Regions from separate parts of the Zea mays genome. Here region 2 is linked to region 1. A link is a contact called in public Hi-C data. All regions are on one chromosome and are shown on one strand. Each heading gives the region's core, a stretch centred on a gene start, on an enhancer-like site or on the middle of the called end of the contact. The rest is flanking DNA. Distances are from core to core; before and after follow the strand shown. Region 1 holds the start of LOC100280736 (heat shock factor protein HSF30). Region 2 holds the start of LOC100191887 (chlorophyllase-2).

Region 1 (6,798 bases), core at 2,415-4,914:
ACGCTGTCCACATCTCTGACATTGAACATGCTTTTTTTTATCGCTACCTCAACTAGTGGCCTGCGAGGGAATCCGGATGCACAGAGCTTTCAACATCACCGAACTACCTCGATCCACTACGGTGAGCTAACCATCGCTGCACACTAGCCAACTGTGACAGTGCACATGCAGAAGGCGTACTGTGGGCGCCCAACCTATGGCAAGAGCTTCAACAAAAGCATGTATCAACTACACTGCAAGCTGGGCCGTAGCCAAATGCCAAGACGCAGTCCACCAAATTATTAGGGATCTGTTCATAATTCAGCAATTTGATGTACAATGATGATGAAAATGGAGTACAACAAAAAAACGAGATGCTTGTCACAGTTCAACAACAAGCTGAGGGTGTTTTAAGGTTACACCAGTCATACATGGAGAACACTAGATCAGCCAGTCAATTCTACAACCCAACCCCAGAAGGCCAGAACCCTGATCGATACATAGCACCGTCAAAACCGCGCAATGACTTTGAACAAGATCTGATAACAGCTGTGTACGTATACGTTGGCCCCTAGGCATCTTTGCCAGTCACCGTCCACGAGATCATTTTGCCAGAAGACGCCGGAAGAGACATTTAGCCAACACCCCACACGTAACTCCCACCTGCATCCATCACAGAATCCGAATATCAGAACACATGGCAGAGCACATATGCGAACATAGGATAGTACTCCTTTGCAGAGCGCTGAATACTTACAGCAGAGTACAGCGCTAAGCCTTCAACGTCAAGGCAGTGACCTCTCCACAGCACGCCTTCAGTATGAACACCTCTCCACCACCAGTCAACTGGATAAGGAGCAATTTAGAATGTTTCAGAAGAAGAAGAAGAAAAGATGAGGGCAAATCTGAAGATGCAACTGCGCAAACATAATGGATATGGTTAGAAGGATGGGTCGTCAAACCTTGTCTGCCAGATCCATCATCATTCCTGGCTAATCCAGCAATATAAAAGAAATGGAATGAAAATGTTACCAGATTTTAACAGGTTTGTGTCATTGAATTGAATTTGAAAAGTACCGGTTTGATCAGGATGGTCTGCAACAGTAGGGTAGGGAAAGCACCAGTGATTGTGGGGGCAACCATTAGGAACTGGCTCTATTTTGGGCTAGAAGAACTCAGATACCCCAGTTGTTGAGCAAGGTCATTCACGTCTTCAGTTCTTCCCTCCAACTCTGGCTGTCCTGCCTTGTCTCCAAAATCTTCGACCAAAAGCTCTGCCCAGAAGTCGTCGTTCAGCTCTGACTGGTCACTAACTTGAGTCAAGTTCCCATCATCTATGCTTCCCTTCCCAAGCTCCTGAATGTTCACTGCTAAATTCTCCAGCTCAGGTTCATTGAGCCCATTGAGAACACCTGACTCGAACATTTTCAACTGTGAATCAAGCTGTTCGCTTTCCCCATCACTGTAGAATGGTGTGTTGTCAATGGGCCGCCTTCTTTTCTTTGAGATGGTATCCTCGAGCTCCTTCCTCTTGTCTTGCTGCTGGGCCAACTGCTGGAAGAACTCTGGGTTCCGCATTGCTCTTGCCAAGAACCCCATCATCTGTACCTGCTTCTGTTCAGCCACTCGTAGCCTTTCCTCCATGGCTCTCACATGATCTTTAGTACTTTGCTGCTCCTGCCTTAGTTTTACTACTTCTGTGATTAAAATGTTCTTGTCACGCTTCAGCCTATCAATCTCCTCCTCAAATCCAAACTCACCAACCTCCAGGCAAGAAGCAGGGGCACGTTGCTGTCGCAATGGTGCCACAGCTGATGGTGGCTTCCTTCTCTTTATCATCTTCAGCAGGTGCCTTTGACCTCTGAGGAAACCTTCATTTGCAAACTCCCACCTGTCAGGATCAACCTTTCTGAAGCCCTGCAGGTTGCAATAGACCAGAAATGGTCATCAGCAGGTCAGTCATAAGGCATTATGTTCGCTTGGATGAGGTTCTCTGTAAATTTCAGCTTTTGTATATTTATATCTGCAATAACAGGGATAATGATAGGCCAGCAATATACTATAGCATGTGAAGGTGGTCAGTAGAGTCTTCTAGAACAAAACAATCTGATTCTTGGTACTTCATCCAGTATCTTGTTCCATCTAGCTACAATAAAAAAGTTCAAGAAACCATGTCAGGATTATAAATTTGCTGGGAGAGTTAATCTCCCCTCTCTTTGCCTCACCTGAAGATGAGGTTCACCGGAGAATGTATCATAAACACTTTCAAGGATGTATTTGTTTACAATCAAATGCGCTAATGAGTGAAAACGATAGCACTGAATCCCTACTGCCATAAACCCACTACACGACCAGATATGCTCAAAACATAATGCAGTAGGTCTGGTCAGAATCACTTCAACCACTTCGAGTCTTGTTTTCCACAACCTCAAAGAGCACAAAATACAAAATCACTTAATTGCTTCAAAATCTTGTTTTCCGACGCTAAAATGTTTCCTAACACTACACCTATATAAGTGAAATCAGTAAATAGATTCCCAGGACTTTTTTTTGGGGGGGAGGGGGTTAATACCCCTTAGGCCTTATTTGGATACTCTAGTATTCACCGCAATCCACGTGTGTTGAGGTTTATTAGAGTATAAATTAAACTAATTTACACCCCAATATATCTCAACACATGTGAATTAGGGGGAATACTAGAGTATCCAAACAAGGCAAAGGGCTGATTTGGTGACAAAGTAAAGCAAGGGATTTTCTTCCTATAGATCCCCTTCAATTCCTTTGTCACCAAACCAGCCCTATGTCTCTTCATATCTTAGCCAGGCATCCTCGATCTCATTGGGGAACCAGCTGCCTAAAATCAACAATAAAAAATGCACCAAATCACAACAATGCCTCACAACAGTGTTACATCACCTAAAACTTTAGTGAAGAACAAGTGCACAACAGATTTTCCTGTCCTAACATTGCAAACTAGTTTAATATACAAGTAATATTGCAGAGGATTCGGATGCTCTCCGCCGAATAAAGCAGCTTGCAATTGCAACCAAACGCAAATTACCATTAGCAAGCCCTGACCAAGAGAAGGATTATTTCAAAGGAAAGGAAGAAGGGGGGTTTGGGTTTTGCCGACTCACATAGGTGTTGAGCTGGCGCACGAAGCTGGAGAAGTTACTGTGCTTGAAGAGGCGCGGGAGCAGCCCGTCGGCGAAGACGTGCGGGTCCCAGACGATGAAGCTGTTGCCGGCGCGGCTCCAGGAGAGGACGGCGTCGGTGGCCGGGTCCTCCACAAGGTCGAACGTCTTGGTGAGGAAAGGCGGGGGACCCACCTCGTGCAGCCCCTCCATCGGGCGCGGCGCATCCCCGCCGCCACCCACACCGTCCTGCGTCGGCGGCTGCTGCTCCAGGAGCTCCTCCTTGATAATGCCCGGCGCCACCGGCTTGTCCATGGCCTCCGCCCAGGCCCAAGAACCCCGGCTCGCGGGAGCCAAGCGCCCAGATTGTGGCACGGAACACGGGGCAAGGACTCGATTCGAGCGATTAGGAGCAGGAATCGACCGGACGAGGAGCGAATCGGGTATTCGGGTCAGCGCTTAGGATATTTCTGTCGGGTGGGTAGGAGTTGTTGCAGGAAAGAGGATGGGGGAGATGAGAGATATTCGCCCGCTGTGAAATGGGGAAAAATGGTCGGTGAAATCGGGAGAAGGGCGGGCGGTGGCCGGTGGCCGGACCCCTAAATACCCCCACCGCCGTACCGGCGCGTCGAGACACGTCGCGAGGCTTGTGGAAGGTTCTAGACCACGCGGCGAGCACTCTGCCGTTGGAAGGTTCTGGAGAGGAGAGACAAGACCGGGCGGGCGAGAAGAGCACGATCACGATTCACGGCGGTGCAAGTGGCCGCGTGGTGGACTACTAGGCGAGAGCGGAGGCCCACGACGCATCGGCCCTGCCCATTGTCAGGAAAGTTTATTCTATTTTAATAACAGCACATTCGGGTACCAAATCGGCAAAGATTCCTTCAGGAGGCAGTACACTAGATATTTTTCTTTGTGATCGTGGCGACGCGTGTCGTCCTTTCTTTACGCGTTCACGGTGGATTCAGTAGCCAAGTGTGAATCATTGTAGCAAAGATCGTTTTGCCGGCAGTTAAAGCTTTGTATAGTTACATAGAAGTTTTCTTTTTTGGCGCAAACAGGGGCCGGAGTATCACATAAAAGGTAGGCTTATGTCCATCAAATTGTTGCGATTTTTATTTCTTTTCTTTGTTTTCGTATTTATTTGGTAGGCAAACGAACACTTCCTTCAGCTTATTGTTAGATAAAATGACGCAAATAAACTATGTTCTCTGTATTTCCTTCTGATGATCAGTGCATATATTTATACATCTCCAGCTTCGCTAAGCAAATATTTTATCAGGGTCATCAGTATTATCTTTTGGATCTTCACTATAAAATTCTTGTTATTAGAGCAACTTCAGTAGTTTTCTTATAGACTTCTTAAATCAACAATTTAAGTAGTTAACACAAAAACTCATCTCCAACAGTTCTCTAAATAAACTTTCTAAATTTAACAACTTCTCATCTAACCTTATTTACTCTCTACATTTGGCAACCATTTAGCAACTCTCTAAACAAAAATGTTTACTGCATTATGTAGATAATGAAGATAATTGATGACATTTGTGACTTTATTTTTTATGTGGATAGATACAAAACAAAACTACAACCTATATTTAGAGAACTATTGGAGAACTCGCATTTTTTACTCCCAAAGTTATTTAGCAACTTCTTAAATCTATGATTTAGAGAGCTAAAATTTACATAACTATTGGAGTTGCTCTTAACACCGTTTTTTCTATTAGATATTTAGAAATTACCAGGGTCAGCTGACCCCAAAATAAGGTCGGGCTTCGCCCTGCCAGCAGAAGCAAAGAAGTCTGTTCGGAGGTGTAAGAAAAATGGACCTCGGTATATATGACTAAATGATTTTAGGGTTTGATAATCAACATAACCTCTAAACTAATGTGTATGCTAGTGTTAATATTTGTAGTTCACGTGATGTGAAGTAGTTTTGGACTAAGGTATTATAGAATCCTAAATTTCACCACTAAATAAAATTTATTTACCGCCATTAGTATAAAATAATAACACTATTTTACATAGGCGGTATTACCTACTAAATAATAATTAAACAAGTTAAGTTTCTTCCGTCGTGACAATCTTATTACTCATTATTTTGCCCATAAATTTATCTCATAAATGGCAGCCTCATATACCCTCATAGTAAAGCTAGTTTATTGTTTCTCTGACGCTTAGCATCAAGACCATATGAACCATTTGTACTACTCCACCAGTAGCCAGTGCGGACCTAGGATTTTTATATAGAGTGTGCCGCAACAAAATTTTCATGTAGAATTCTATCTAATGTACATATAATTTCATAGTAAATTTGGTAAACAATTTGATATATAGATATAAAGTTTGACACTCAACAAATAAGCATGAAAATTGCATACATTAAACATAAAGATTGCAATAATACTACTTATCTGGCATGCGCTTCCTCAACGCCATAAAAGTTTCAATTATATCTTCTTCATTCACTTCGAAGAAAATATCTCTCTCGATGTATGTAACAAGACAATCATCCAAAAGACTATCACACATCTTGTTTCTTAATTTAGGCTTCCCCAAACTCATTGCAGAAAATGTCCTTTCAACACTTGCTGTCGCCACCGGCAACAACAATACCAATTTGAGAAGAAAATAAACCATATCAAACACCTTATGTCTCTTTGTTTCAACAAGCTTAACCGAGAGGTCCACAAAATTAGTTATGTCTTTGAATCTATCATCTTCTCTTATGCCATCAATATAATTGTCAAGTTGCAAGTCAAGTTTTAACAAGTCAGTGCTTGACATGTCATTAGGATAGAAATCAGCTAGCTTTCGTACCTTGTGTGCATCAAAAGAAGCAAAAGAGTTGGAAGGATCTAAGGCTGACATACAAGAAAGCAGCTCCATATTAGCCTCACTAAACCGTCTATCAAGCTCTAAGCTAATTTGATCAATGACCCAAATATATACTTCTCTTCTAAAGTGGTCATCATTGGTTTGGTTATGAACAAATCGTGATGATCTTCCATAAGGCTTATAATTTCCATCCATAGCAGGAACTAGGATATCATGTTTGTTGCAAAATAAAGTGATTCTTTGAAGGAATTGATCCCAACCATCAAGCCTTAACTGTTGCATTCTTCTCTTTGCCACATTAACAAGTGAAATTGCATTAATAATATCTTGTTCCCTTCTTTGCAAACACGCTGATAAATCATTGGTATATCCAAGAATAACAAACATTAAGTGTGCATCAAAAACAAAGTCAAATGACTCAAATGCTCCAAGCATAGAATGTATCCTTGTCCAATCACTTCTAATTGTAGTATCCTCTCCAAGAATCATGAGAACATCTCGGATTATAGGATACATAGTAATTATGTTGCATATAGTTTTGTAATAAGAGCCCCATCGAGTCTCACCAGGCCTAGGCAACCCCATCTCTTGATTCAATCCTCTCCCAGTTTCAAGTTCACTGCATTCAAGTGATTTCATGAGATTCTCAAGTCTAGCATCTCGAAGCATACCGTGACGCTTACAAGAAACTCCAACGATATTCAATAATAGAGTTACTTGATAAAAAAACCAGACACAATCATTATTTCCCTTGGCAACAACAACAAGAACTAGTTGGAGTTGATGTGCAAAATAATGGATATAATAAGCAGAAGGTGACTCTTGCATGATCAATGTTTTCAATCCT
Region 2 (6,798 bases), core at 1,273-3,772, 210 kb after region 1:
TTTGTGGTATTTCTTTTCTTTCTCCACTTCTAAATCCTAGATTTTATTTTATATTCTAAATTCCACTTTGGGACTTTAATGTATTTCTTGTCTCATTATTTCCATGAGTGAATGCACAAACATATAAACACCAGCATGATGCATGATTCTAGTGGCTTTTATGTTATTAATTATTTGTTTTTACCTAGGGTGTACACATGTGATGATGCACAAAGGTTAAACTGACATAAGGAGAAATTGTTTCTCTATTATTACAAAGTGGGTGTTACAAATCAGAACTGCAGCAGCACCTGCATCGAAGGTACCCATGATCCATTATAGAAGACTGTCCATACTTCTTCATCTAATACACGTGCTTCATCCTGAGACTCTGGCGTCCAATCGGCAATGAAATCTGCCAGTGTCTGGGATTGGATTGATGACTGATGCATAAAGTCAATGCTAAATTCATTAAGCTCTGCAGCCCATTTTCCAATTCTTCTTGTTGCTTCCCTATTTCTTATGATGTCTTTCAAATCTTGAGACGAAGGTACAATTATGTCATGTGATTGGAAGTAGTGCCGACACTTCCTGGAAGCCATGAAAATTGCATATACTACTTTCTCTATTTCTGTGTAATTTCTCTTGGAGGGACCCAATACTTCTGAGACAAAATAGACTAGCACTTGTTTTCTTAGTTTGCCCTTCTAGCTTCTCTTGGACCAATGTTGCACTAACAACAGAATGAGAGGCAGATATGTACAGAAGAAGTGTAGCCCCTAGCGAAGGTGGAGATAAAGTTGTCAACTGGATAAGATATGGTTCAGATCTTCGTAGGTTTTTTCTGAGCTGGTCTCCATTGAAACACTTCGGCTGATTTCAATACCTCAAAAATGGCAAGTTTCTTTCTGCAGATTTTGAAATAAATCTATTTAGCGATGCGAGCCTGCATGCCAGCCTCTGGGCACCCTTTTTGGATTTTAGCGGTTCCATCCGAAGTATTGCCTCTATCTTGCTTGGGTTGGCCTCAAACCCCTTGGTGGATACAAGGCAGCCAAGGAATTTCCCCTTGTTCACTTTGAAGATACATTTTTCTAGGTTTAACTTAAGACCTGCCTTCCTAAAGTTGGCAAATGTTTCTTGCAAATCAATAATGTGATCATCTTGCTTTGTACTTATGACTATAATATCATCAACATAGGTCAAGACATTCCTGCCAATCTGTGTGCTCAGTACCTTTGCTATCATTCTACTGAAGCTTCCCCAGCATTTTTTAGCCCCCAAGACATCCAAAGATAACAATAGGTACCACTTGGGGTAATGAAGCTTGTTTTGGGTTCATCTTCCTTCTTCATCTAGATTTGGTGGTATCCTGAATAGCAATCTAGTAGACTCATAAGTTATGAAGTAGAAGTTGCATCTATGAGGGAGTCTATCTTTGGCAAGGAGAATTCATCATTTGGACATGCCTTATTGAGATCTATAAAGTCAATGCACATTCTCCATTTCCCATCTGCTTTTTTCACCATCACAGTGTTGGCAAGCCATTCTGCGTAAGTGACTTTCCTGATTACTCCGACACTAATGAGTCTTTTAACTTCTGTTCTTGCACCTTCGACTTTGTCTTATGATATTTTCCGAAGCTTCTGCTTTCTTGGTCTGATGCTAGGATCTACATTAAGAGAGTGTTCAATGATACTTTTGTTGACTCCACATAAATCATTGGCTGACGAGGCAAAGACATCTTTATTGTTGAATAAAAACCTTTTGAGGTTTCATTCTTGATCTTCGTACAACTGCAATCCAAAAAGTACTTTGTGATGTCAATGATATATATTTTTTGTTTGTTTCGATGGAATAACAAAAACAAATAAAAAGGTAGATCTCTGAGCACTTTGTTGAGTGTTACACACGGCAAATAAACTGGCGTGAGGGCCCACTGGAGCTTCCTTTGCCGAGTGCTTGCAGGCCTGACACTCGGCAAAGGCTCCGTCACCGTCGCTTGGGAACGTCACATCAACTTTTTTTGCCGAGTGTTCAACAAAAGTAATCACCAAAGAAGTTGTTGTTGATAAACTGTGCACCAAGCTCTCTTTACCGAGTGTTATCGAGGTGCAGACACTCGACAAAGAGCTCTGTTCCGACAGTGAATATTGTGTCCTCAAGACCTCAACTAACAAACTTTTTTCTAAATCCTAAATTTGTCTAGATGTTTTATGTATGTCTAGAAATAAAATTATCGGGCTATCCTGTTCTGAACATTGAATAATCCAAATAAAATGTAGATAATCCATATTCGACGGGTTTTACTGATTCCATTGAATTATATATATGCACGTAGATATTAAAAGTCTTTCTTCATATTTTAAAAATTCAAATTCGAATTGTGTCGGAGCGGAGGATTACGTGCAGCGTCCTCACCCAGCCCTCCAGATAAGGAACGAGCTCCCTGGACGCAGGCATGGTCGGTCGTCAATCGGCCACGATTCCCAGTCATCACCAATTATTACTGCCTTTCGTCCACAACTACTCATCAATCCGATCGACATGAACCTCGCGTCCGCGGTGCGAGTGTTCTTGTCCTACTACCTGCTGGTCCAACGGTGGATGGGGTCCGAGCAGGGCGGAGGCGTGTTCGATCAGGGGGGCCATAGCGTCAGCCTCACCCGCCTCGACGAAGCAAGGGCGCCGCCGAGGTGCGCCGTGCGGTCGTCCCCGTCCAGCGCGGCCAGCCTGCCGCCGAAGCCGCTGCTCGTCGCCGCGCCGCGCGAGACTGGGGAGTACCCGGTGATCCTGTTCCTACACGGCTACCTCGCCGTCAACTCCTTCTACTCCCAGCTGTTCGAGCACGTCGCCTCCCATGGCTTTATCGTCGTCGGACCTCAGGTAGGTATTAGTGTATGTAAGCAGTAGTTCGGACTTCAGATTCACCAAAGTTAGCTTTAGTTCACATCTGCTCGTCGATCGCGCATGCAGCTGTACACCATATCTGGGGCCGACACCACCGAGGAGATCAACTCAGCGGCGGCCGTCATCGACTGGCTAGCCACCGGGCTGCCGTCAACTCTGCCACTCGGCGTCCGCGCGAACCTAACCAAGGTGTCCATCTCCGGCCACAGTCGCGGCGGGAAGGTGGCGTTCGCGCTGGCGTTGGGCCACGCCAAGGCCAAGCTCGCTGTCCCTCTCGCCGCCGTCGTCGCCGTGGACCCGGTGGACGGCATGGGCGTGGGCAAGCAGACACCGCCGCCGATCCTCACGGGCAGGCACGGCTCGCTGCACGTGGGTGCCCCCGCCATGGTCATCGGCACGGGGCTCGGCGAGCTGCCCCGCGGCTCACTGCTCCCGCCGTGCGCGCCCCGGGGCGTCAGTCACGCGGCCTTCTACGACGAGCTGGACGGCGCGGCGCCAGCGTGCCACCTGGTGGTCAGGGACTACGGGCACACGGACATGATGGACGACGACACGCCGGGCGCCAGGGGGATGCTCACGCGCACCATCTGCAGGAGCGGCGGGGCCAGGGCGCCCATGCGCCGCTTCGTGGCCGGCGCCACCGTCGCGTTCCTCAAGAAATGGGTGGCTGGGGACGCCGCGGCGATGGACAGCATCACGGCGCGGCCGGACCAGGCCCCCGTCGCGCTGTCCGTGGTGGAGTTTGGAGATGAGAAAGCGATAGCTTAGCTGCTAGAGAATATGTGATATCTGCAGGCACTAGCCACTCAGGCAGGTTGGTGACGACGTTGAAATTGCAGATGAAATTAACTAGAGTCTAGAGATGGCACATGGCAGATTGGCAGTGAGTTTCGAAACTAGCTAATTTCCTCTCTCTTGGCAAATCAAATAAAAAAATAAAAAAGTACCTATTCTATAGGATGAACTGAGTATGAAATGGACATTACCTTGATGCGATGATAAATAAAAAAAAATAGATGGAATAGACATGCATGCTACGACAATACTTGCTTTATCGTCTCTCGGATCGGACGACCGTGTCATCTTTTCATTATAATAGCTTGTTTGGGAGGAAAGGCATTTAAGGGCTGGTTTGCGAAAAAGGAAATTAGAGGTAATCTATGGTTAGGGGTGGTAATTTATTAGGGCTTTAAATTATTTTTAGTTTAAAAATAAATAAAAATAGAGCTCGATTCTAATCTAATCTGATCCTTAAATTTCATAGTCCAAAATTTGGAGCCCATCGTCACTCCTATCTATAGCGAGGAATCTCTAGCATAAAGTTTCCTCTCCCATGAATCCTCTCTAATTCTTTTGTCACCACACCAGCCCTTGAGCTAAAATCTCTCACTATTCAAAATTGAAAGAAAGAGATTTTAGCACTCTTAATCCCCTTCTTCCAAACACGCTCCAAGAGAAAATAGAGTTGCAAACAACCATAATATGATGTTGCTGTCGAGAAAGAAAACAACGAAGATCTAGAAAGGAAGAAACATCGGGCTAGTTTAGAAAGTCAAATCCATTCTAAAGGGATTTGAGTTTTCAAACTAGCCCTAATTGAGAAGTAACGCACTAAGCAAACACCAAGGGCAAAGCTCTAATCCTGAGAAGCTCATTGAGAGTGACGAGAAAAAAAATTGTTTGAATTCTAGAGCCAAAAATTCTTGTATGAATCTATTAGCTTAAAAATTGTCAATCAAATCTTTACTTTGAAAACAGCTAATAAGATTTGGCTAAAGTTGCATGAGCTCTATGACGACACATTCAATATCCGTGAGCAAAAACATTATCTAGCTTTAAATGAGTATAATTCTTTTGCAATGAAAAATAATGAGCTTGTTAGAGACATGTATTCCCGTTTAGATCTTACTATTGAAGGGCTTAATTGTATTGACATTAATAACCTAAATGATGAGGACATTGTGAGAAAGATCATCTCCTTGCTACCTCAACAAAAAAATAGGAGCATCATCATCATTCTTCATAACTTGGAGGATTCGAGCCAAATGACCCTCGCGCTTTTGATCTGAAAGATTGTGGCATTCGAAATGTCACATAAGATGGGTCAAGAAGAATCAACCTCTTCAATGCCATGTGCCTTTGCTTGTGATGAGCACAAAAAGATGTTTATGCTACTAATATTGTCTTCTTAGCCCACTTGAGTTTAGCATTTATGCACTTTAGTTCTTTTGCTTCTAAAAGTGTAGTTAATAGAATTATGTAATGTGTGACGGTACTCTACCTTCCAAACCAAGGAGTGTGTTGTCCTATCTAGTTGGGTGTCTTTAGACTTATGCGAAGTGTGCTTGAGTTAGTAATGCGAATAATGGGTTTGGTATTTCACTCGTCTAACCGATAATGTTGTCCTTAATAATTGTGTAAATATGTTTGTATGATGGAATCGATGTCTTGTGATAGTGATTACTAAAATCCATGTTTGTTGATCGATAAATGTCGGAGTTGGAAATTGATCGTTTAGACTAATAGTCGTGAATAAATGCTTATTGTTATCCTGTTTATCATGGTCCAAATCATTTAGAGATGAACAACATTGTTTGGTCGGCTTCAGTTAAAAATCTAAAAAACCCTACTTGGTGGCCATTGTTCATTAGAGTTTTAAGCCTTTAAAGTTTAAGTTGTGGTCTTGTAAAAAAATCTATAATCATGAATAATACTCCACCTGCTAGACCATAAAACACTGTAATGATCATGTAGCTGGCATGTTATGCAAAATTTGAACAAGTGGTCGAGAAGGTAGTTGGTGCGTTTCTATCTATGTTTCAAATCTTAGGTGTTTGGTAATGGTCAGTCCTAGTATTTGGTGTTAAACTTTGGTTAGGAAGATCATAGAACGTGTGTATAAACTTATTGTTTTATAATGTTTGATTTAGCCCGAGTAAGTTGAAGTGTGGTTGTTGTGTTTAGTGATATATCGATATCTAGTGTTTAGTTGTGAATGTTTTAATGTCATTAAATTAGGTGTTTAATTTATTACTGTGTGTCATTGTTTAGCCTTGTGCTATTCATCCTTATGTTCACTCATATGCATTATGCATATCATATAGGTACGATAATTGATCACGTAATATAGAGGACAAAGGATGGATTAATCTCAAAGTGATATTGATGAATAAACAAGAGGAGTGGATGATCTGATCAAGTACCTGTATGGGAGATGCTCACCAAGTGGTCGTCATTTAACAACACTAACGTAGTGTTTATCCCAGGCAAGCCTCGGTGCATTTGCCACCTTCTTATGTTTTTAAAAATTTTATCACTTATATGATACAATAGGTGATAGGAGTTGTGTGAATAAACAATTGATGCATCACCATTTCTTGGAATTTGATTATCTTCCTTGCTACCTGTTTTATAAAGAGAACTAATGAGGCTTAGCCCTACTTAGATAAAACTAAAAGTTGTTTATTTTAAAAAGAATGATGTGTAACACTGGATATGGGTTTTATGAAAAGGAATTTGCAATAATGAAGGCATCACTCGCGATGATGAATTCATTGTTCAAGTATTGTACCTCTGTCAGGTACATAGTTTTGGGAGGTAAATAATAAGATCAGACCAGACTTTGAGCAGGATAGGTCGCCTGTCTATGTCGTTTAAGGACTGCAACGATTGTTGGCCTACTGATCTAAGACCCTTTAACTAGCCACATGCCTCATCATGGGTAAGCTTAGCCTCGGCTGGACCAATACCAGAAAGGCCGACCCGCAATGGGAGTGGAGAGATGGCAAGAGTGTTGTGTATCCACCTAGCAAGAGGCTGGATGGTGGGGTACTGAGCTCTCGATTGGCGGGGACCCGTTCTGGTATAGAGAAAACCGGGTGCGAGTTAACATATGCAAGGGTTAAGTGC

The links. A called contact is a pair of places that touch in the nucleus more often than the background predicts.
Region 2: a contact with region 1 is called in a Hi-C map of ear, with 1.9 times the contacts expected there. The contact joins the promoter of LOC100191887 here to the promoter of LOC100280736 in region 1. A contact is called at or near these places in 2 of 25 Hi-C or Micro-C datasets (ear and leaf).

Annotation. Positions count from the first base shown.
Region 1 is chr1:245,254,305-245,261,102 of Zm-B73-REFERENCE-NAM-5.0, forward strand. LOC100280736 (heat shock factor protein HSF30) reads right to left here and starts at 3,665. Exons shown (of 5, transcript NM_001153656.2): 1 at 3,117-3,665; 2 at 1,057-1,896; 3 at 942-971; 4 at 737-825; 5 at 281-642. The coding sequence starts at 3,428. The coding sequence ends at 1,135.
Region 2 is chr1:245,462,416-245,469,213 of Zm-B73-REFERENCE-NAM-5.0, forward strand. LOC100191887 (chlorophyllase-2) reads left to right here and starts at 2,523. Exons shown (of 2, transcript NM_001137311.1): 1 at 2,523-2,865; 2 at 2,956-3,848. The coding sequence starts at 2,527. The coding sequence ends at 3,657.